Linked DNA regions of Canis lupus: region 2 is linked to region 1. A link is a contact called in public Hi-C data. All regions are on one chromosome and are shown on one strand. Each heading gives the region's core, a stretch centred on a gene start, on an enhancer-like site or on the middle of the called end of the contact. The rest is flanking DNA. Distances are from core to core; before and after follow the strand shown. Region 1 overlaps ABCC1 (ATP binding cassette subfamily C member 1). Region 2 holds the start of CEP20 (centrosomal protein 20).

Region 1 (3,436 bases), core at 347-2,846:
GTTCCTTAGACGCACCTGCACACCCCACCCCTGGGCCTTTGCACACTCTGCATGGAAGACTTTTCCCCAAACTCCCCTCTGGGCATGCTCCCTCACATGCTGCACATCTCAGGGCCATTCACACCACCCCTGTGCTCTGGGCCCTCCATCCCCTCCTTGCTTCATTCTCCTTCAGACCATGTGGCAGCTCCCTGCACCCTCCGGGGCCGACAGCACACAGGAGGGACTCCGTGAATATTCACGGACCGAATCAATGAATGAGTGGTCTTCTCTGGACAGACACGAGGGCAGAGGTGTTACTCTGAATGGTGTTGCCTTCTACGTGTGGAGTGGAGGGCAACTGTAAAAGCAAAGGCTGATGCTTTTAAAGATCACGGTCACATGACCTCATTTAATCCTCACTACAATTCCATGAGTGGGGTCCTTACACATGAGGAAACCGACACAGAGAGGGTAAGTAACCTGCCCAGGGTCACACAGCCCTTAGTTCTGAAGAGCTTCTTAGTTCAGTTCAATACCTCCTGAGTGCTACAACTGGGTGTGCTCTGGGCCAGCCTTGGGGCTAGCTTGGGGGAAACTGAGAAATGGATACGACAATGAAAGGGAACTTTCATCCTTTCTTCTCCATAAACTTGTTAGATTATTACTATTTTTTACAACAAGCATACTTTCCTTTCATATATTTATGTGTATAAATGAAGGGGATAAGCTCTACAAACATAGGGGGCCCTGGAAGAGAAGTGGGTGGAACTTTCAAACTATGAAAATATATGTTAACATAAACATTATGTTAATTAATAACTATATTCACACACAAATATGTATTTTTATGGTGGTAAGATCCTGGATGATCTTTACTTTCTTTTGTATTTTTCAAGCATATTCTTATTCTAAAAACATAAAACTAAAAAATCAAAAGAAATAAAAACATGGCACTTTAGAGAAAATTAATTTCATACTTCAGATGATGAACTGCATGGCGTGAGAAATTGATCTTAAAAGCTATTGTGCAAACATTATATGTTCTCATTCATTTGGGGAATATAAATAATAGTGAAAGGGAATAGAAGGGAAGGGAGAAGAAATGGGTAGGAAATATCAGAAAGGGAGACAGAACATGAAGACTCCTAACTCTGGGAAACAAACTAGGGGTGGTGGAAGGGGAGGAGGGCAGGGGGTGGGGGTGAATGGATGACGGGCACTGAGGGGGGCACTTGACGGGATGAGCACTGGGTGTTATTCTGTATGTTGGCAAATTGAACACCAATAAAAAATAAATTTATTATTTAAAAAAAAAAAAAAGCTATTGTGGGCAGCCCAGGTGGCTCAGCGGTTTAGTGCCGCCTTCAACCCAGGGCGTGATCCTGGAGACCTGGGATGGAGTCCCACGTCGGGCTCCCTGCATGGGGCCTGCTTCTCCCTCTGCCTGTGTCTCTGCCTCTCTCTCTCTCTCTCTAATGAATAAATAAATAAAATCTTAAAAAAAATAAAAATAAAATAAAAGCTGTTGTAAAAAAATAAAATCAATGCCCTAGGAAGACCCCTGGTGTAATACATATTTATCTCCACAGGGGGCGCTCGCACCATTCTGATCAACACCCTCCAATGCCGCGGGACCTGGTTCCCTGGAGTGAGTTAGAGCCTGAGTGTTAAGGACGGGGCACCGCTCACCTCTGCAGATGCCTCCAGACAGCTGCAGCAGGGCCCTGCTCTCATCCCCAAGGGGCACTTTCTGGGGAGGCAGCGTGCCAGTGGTAACCGTACAGACCTGCCATTTGCCAGCCATGTAATCTCGGGCAAGTAACTTAACCCTGTGTCTCAGTTTCCTCATCTGTAAAATGGGATCCTGATAGAATGAGAATTACGAGGCTACGGAGAGTACGAAGTACTCCATGTCAGATGTGTAGTACAGGGCCTGACACCCCTCCGAGGGCACAACATGTGTCCCTATCATTACCGGTGCTGTCTCTCCAGGCATTACCATGATCGTCACGATGGTCACTACCACTGCTCTCGGGGGTGGTGTGCAAGCAGAAAAAGGCAGTTCTAAGGACAATGGGCCACTGAAGTCTGGACACTTGGGTCCTACTCCCAGCCGTTCTGACCACGTGTGACCTTGGATCAGCCACTGTCCCTCCCTAGGCCGCCCTTTGTTCCACCTATAAAATGGGGACTTCCGTTGAATAACTGCAGGGTTCCCCAAACTTTGGCCAATTCCCCACCAACATCCACATACTGATTCTCTTGTTAGTGACTTTCAGTGCTTTGAATCAACTCACTGGTAAATTAATTTTCAAACTTAAAGGGGAAGCTAGTGTCTCATTTTCCATAACAGAAACCCTCATACACATATGTGACAAGTAACAGAAGACAATTCTTGTTGAATAGAGGTTGCCTGTTGGGAGGCACGCAGGCTGTGGCTCAGCGGACTGTCCGGGCTAAGTCGCGGTGAAGAGGTCAGGAGAGGTCAGGCCGGGGGCTGGCTTTACCTCTTTCTCCGTTTCTGAATACTCCTTCAGCCTCTCCACGGCCACGATGTTGGTCTCCATCTCGGATGACATGCGAACCAGCCAGTTCAAGTACGTGGTGACCTGAGGGCAGAAGAGCCACATGGAGCTTCTAGAGCGAGCAAGAGTTGCTTTATCTTAGGAAGTAATTACGAGTTACGAAATGTTTTAGGTAAGATAAGGTCCAGAAAACAACAACCTCGCGCACGGCCACCACCCGGATGGGCTCCACTGTACTTCTTAAGCAAACACGTTTCAAAATGACCCCTGGGCCACGCAAGTCATCAGAGAAGATATCAGAAAATATCTTTAACTAGGTGGTAATAAGAAAACACAACATATCCAAATTTGGGGGACCAAGCTAAAGCTGTGATGAGAGGGAAAGTCATAGACAGAAAAGCATGTTTCTTGTAGCCAGAGGCATCCTGTCGGCCGTCAAAGGCTTTCCTGGACTAATGGGGGAAATCCAAGGGTCTCCTTTGCCCCAGTGCCAGTGGGTCACCGGGCTTCTCACAAGCTGCTCGGTCCCTTCCCCCTCCCTCAGCTCCTGGCCGGATTCAAAGAATAGGCCTAAGAACCTGACAACTGACTCCACCATTAAGGGAATTAGAAAATCCAGCTGAAGGGCGCCTGGGTGGCTCAGCTGGTTAAGCATCTGCCTTCAGCTCAGGTCATGATCTCGGGGTCCTGGGATCGAGCCCAGGTTGGGCTCCCTGCTCAGCAGGGGACCTGCTTCTCCCGCTCCCTCTGCTGCTCGCCCTGCTTGTGCTCTCTTGCTCTCTCTCAAATAAATACAATCTTTTTAAAAAATGCAGCTGAGAGCACCCCCCCTTACCTGCAGGGAGAATGACACGGACAGAGCACCCCCTCTTACCTGCAGGGAGTAGGACACGGACAGGCCCACCAAGCCAGCGCTGAGACTGTGCCTG
Region 2 (3,589 bases), core at 530-3,029, 150 kb after region 1:
CTGAGGAGCTCAAACATTCTACCTACAGAATTTGGTTAATCCTTATAAATCTCTTCAGATGTTGGCCAGGAATTCAGGCCCTGTGGGTTTTACAGAATAGGGAAGTATGACACAATAGAGTCTTTCTAAGTTTACAGAACAGATCTGTGTTCCACAAAGTCAAAATTAATCTCCTTTGGAATGGGAATGGACTCCTCTAGGTTACAATGGCCTTCAAATGTTTTTTTTTGTGTGTGTGTGTGTGTGTGTGTGTGTGTGTCTATCTACTTTAAGAAATACACCAAAAGCCAGGTCACAACATTCTTACCCAAAACAGAAATTAAAAAAAAAAATACTTCTTTGTTTTCTATTTGTTCCATCCCATCTCATTGAAAATATGTTCATTGGGAGCCACTGATAAATAGATTTCAGAACCTACTATGGGTTAAGACTAGCAATTTAAAGGGCACTGTTCTGGGATCTAGGTCACAGGCATAGACCTTCCTGGCAATGGAAGGAATCACATAACTGGATTCCTAACTGGAAGCACAGAGTCTCACACTCAGTTTTGGGTAAATTATCTCCATTATTCCCATGTTTTTTCTTCTTCATATATTTGGGATGGTAGAGTTTATTCGTTCCTCAATTATTCACAAATAGCTTTTGGACTCCTTAGGAGCACTACCCATAATTAAGTGCCAGGGGAAGAGAACAGGCTTTGAACAGCAAGAGGCCTGGATGCAAATCTCACCTCCACCATTTGCTCATGATCTTGATTTAAGCCTTATCGGTCATCCAAGACTCCGTTTCCTCCTCTGTAAAATGGGAGTTACAGTAGAGAAATCACTGAGCCAACATATATAAAGCATTTAGCACAGTGTCAGGCTCACAGTTAAGTCCTTAACACAGTGAGACCAGCAGCACCAGCAGCACCAGAGAACTTGTCAGAAATGCAGTTCTTGGAGGGCGCCTGGGTGGCTCAATGGTTGAGCTTCTGCCTTTGGCTCAAGTCGTGATTCCTAGGTGTGATCCTGGGTTCCTGGGATCAAGTCCTGCATCAGGCCCGCTGCAGGGAGCCTGCTTCTCCCTCTGCCTATGTCTCTGCCTCTCTCTCTCTGTCTCTCTAAAATAAAATAATTAGAATAGAATAGAATGCAGTTCTCAGATCTCACTCTGGATTGACTACATCAGAAACCCCAGCGGTGGGGCCCCATGATTCCTAGGTGTGATCCTGGGTTCCTAGGATCAAGTCTTGCATCAGGCTCGCTGCAGGGAGCCTGCTTCTCCCTCTGCCTATGTCTCTGCCTCTCTCTCTCTCTCTCTCTCTCTCTCTCACTGTGTCTCTCTAAAATAAAATAATGAATAGAATAGAATAGAATAGAATGGAATGGAACGGAATGGAATGCAGTTCTCAGATCTCACCCTGGCTTGACTACATCAAAAACCCCAGCGGTGGGGCCCCGTGATGTTTTAACAAATCTTCCAGGTGATTCTGAGGCACGTTCAAGTTTGAGAAACACAGGCTTAATACTTGGTAACCATTGACAATCAGTCCCTGAGCCTGCAGCGATGAGCAGTGGGCAGAGCACGGAAGGACTGATCAACCACAGTGCAGCACTAAAGAGCCGGCAGCATCTGCAGGTGAGGTCTCTAACTGGTCTCGGGGCCGGCTCCTCCCACCTCCTCCCTCAGCACCTAGAGAGCTCGCTGATTGGTAGGATCCCTCCGGACCGTCACCACCCACCCAATCCGGGAGGGCGAAAACTGAAAGGGGCGGGACTGAGCAGCGCGAGAGGGGCGCGCCTATTGGCTGTAGACCGGCGCTGCGCGTGCGCACAGCCGACGCGCGCCCGTGACTGCCGGTTGAAAGATGGCGACTGTCGCGGAGCTGAAGGCTGGTGAGTTCGAGTGGGCGGTGTGCAGGGTGAACCGCGCCTGGTCTTCCTCCCGTGAAGAGGATGGGCTGGAAGGAGAGCGCGCGGAACACAGAGTTAGCCTTTCCGGGGGTCGCTGCGCGGCGTCAGGGCCCGCAAGGCGTCCGGCTGGCGTGGCGGCCGCTGCGCCGGGGGCGGGGGGAGGGGTCCTGGGGGAGAGAAGCGGTTGCTCGGGACCAGCTGGGCGGGTCCCAGGTGCGCCGTCGAGCCGAGGAGATGCTGCGCGACCCGCAGGTTCCCGAGAGGTCTGCAGTCCTGCTCGGTGGGCCTCCGGCGCTTTTGTCGGAGCCCTGTCGGGCCGAGGCTCTGGGCTGCCCCTTTCGTCGGGGGCTGAGGATTTCGTCCCCCTCCGTGATCGGGCCTCGGCGCGACCCCGAACCATTAGCTTACCTGTCTCACCGAAGCCTTGCCGCACCCTGCGGGTTGGGTCCCGGTCCCCGTCGGGAAGGCCTGCCCTGGCCACGCTCCTGTGGTTTTTGTTTTTTGTCCTCCCCCCCCCCCTCCCCCCAGCAAGAGTTCCGCAAAGGTGCGAGTCATCGAGCGGGATGGTGTTTGCGCACCGTTGGTTTTTAAACTTTTTTTTTTTTAAGGTTTATTTGTTTACTTATGATAGAGACACACAGAGAGAGGCAGAGACACAGGCAGAGGGAGAAGCAGGCTCCACGCCGGGAGCCCGACGTGGGACTCGATCCCGGGACTCCAGGATCGCGCCCTGGGTCAAAGGCAGGCGCTAAACCGCCGCGCCACCCGGGGATCCCCGCACCGTTGGTTTTAACCGAGGTGTCCAAGCAGCGAACAGTAGTCGGAGGCGAGAAGCGACCGAGCCTTCCGTGTCAGGCCCTGCCCAGCCCCCCTGTGTTACCCAGTGGAGTCTGTGTGACACCCTAGGCCTGTGTAGGTCGTGAGAAATGAAGGTGCAGGGAGTTGCAATAGCTCGCGCCAAGTAACCGAGCTAGAAAGAGGCAGTGCGAGGCAGTGCGTGAGAACCTGGGTTTGCTCCCCCAGCTCTCCCCACCTCCCGGAGCTCCACGTCTTCATCCCTGGGTCATACTGCTACCCGATTAAGAACACTAGTTCCGGTTTTCAGGGACCTTAAATGAGCTCTTAATGAGTCATTTTTTTTAGAAAAGATTTTATTTATTTATTCATTCATAAGAGGCAGAGACACAGTCTGAGGGAGAAGCAGGCTCCCTGCAAGGAGCCCCCATGGGGGACTCAATCCCAGGTCTCCAGGATCACGCCCTGGGCCCAAGGCAGCAGATGCTCAACCGCTGGGCCACTCAGGTGCCCCTAAAAAGGTCATTCTTAAATACCTAGTGAGGAGGGGTTGAATCTCTTTTGAGGGTAGAGTTCAGTAAGCATTGATACAAATGTGTATTTGGGGCATTGGGCTCATGAATGGTCATAAAAAAAGGCATGCCTTTATCCACAAGGAATAGTCTTTTAAGTGAATCCGAGCACCCTCTCTGCACGAAATCCATAACACGTGTAAATCAGAGGATTTTTTTTGTTTTTTTTTTTCTTTTTTATTGGTGTTCAATTTGCCAACATATAGCATAACACCCAGTGCTCATCCCACCAAGTGCCCCACTCAGTGCCCATCACCCAGTCACCCCAAACCCCCACGCCCACCTCCCCTTCCACCACCCCTTGTTCATTTCCCAGAGTTAGGTGTC

Evidence for each region. Hi-C and Micro-C count contacts between places; a contact is called where the count stands out from the background.
Region 2: a contact with region 1 is called in a Hi-C map of blood, with 2.9 times the contacts expected there. The contact joins the promoter of CEP20 here to the enhancer-like site in region 1. A contact is called at or near these places in 4 of 9 Hi-C or Micro-C datasets (amygdala and blood).

Annotation. Positions count from the first base shown.
Region 1 is chr6:28,122,440-28,125,875 of UU_Cfam_GSD_1.0, forward strand. It overlaps ABCC1 (ATP binding cassette subfamily C member 1), which reads right to left. Exons shown (of 31, transcript NM_001002971.1): 25 at 3,382-3,436; 26 at 2,490-2,591. Among named protein-coding and RNA genes, the nearest start is that of ABCC6, 62 kb to the left of the region's middle. Within about 2 kb of position 1,597, at least 2 of the 20 cell types and tissues checked have an H3K27ac peak or open chromatin away from gene starts, as enhancers often do. A contact at or near this core is called in blood, where this site is marked.
Region 2 is chr6:28,276,494-28,280,082 of UU_Cfam_GSD_1.0, forward strand. It overlaps CEP20 (centrosomal protein 20), which reads left to right and starts at 1,780. Exons shown (of 4, transcript XM_038540263.1): 1 at 1,780-1,877. The coding sequence starts at 1,850.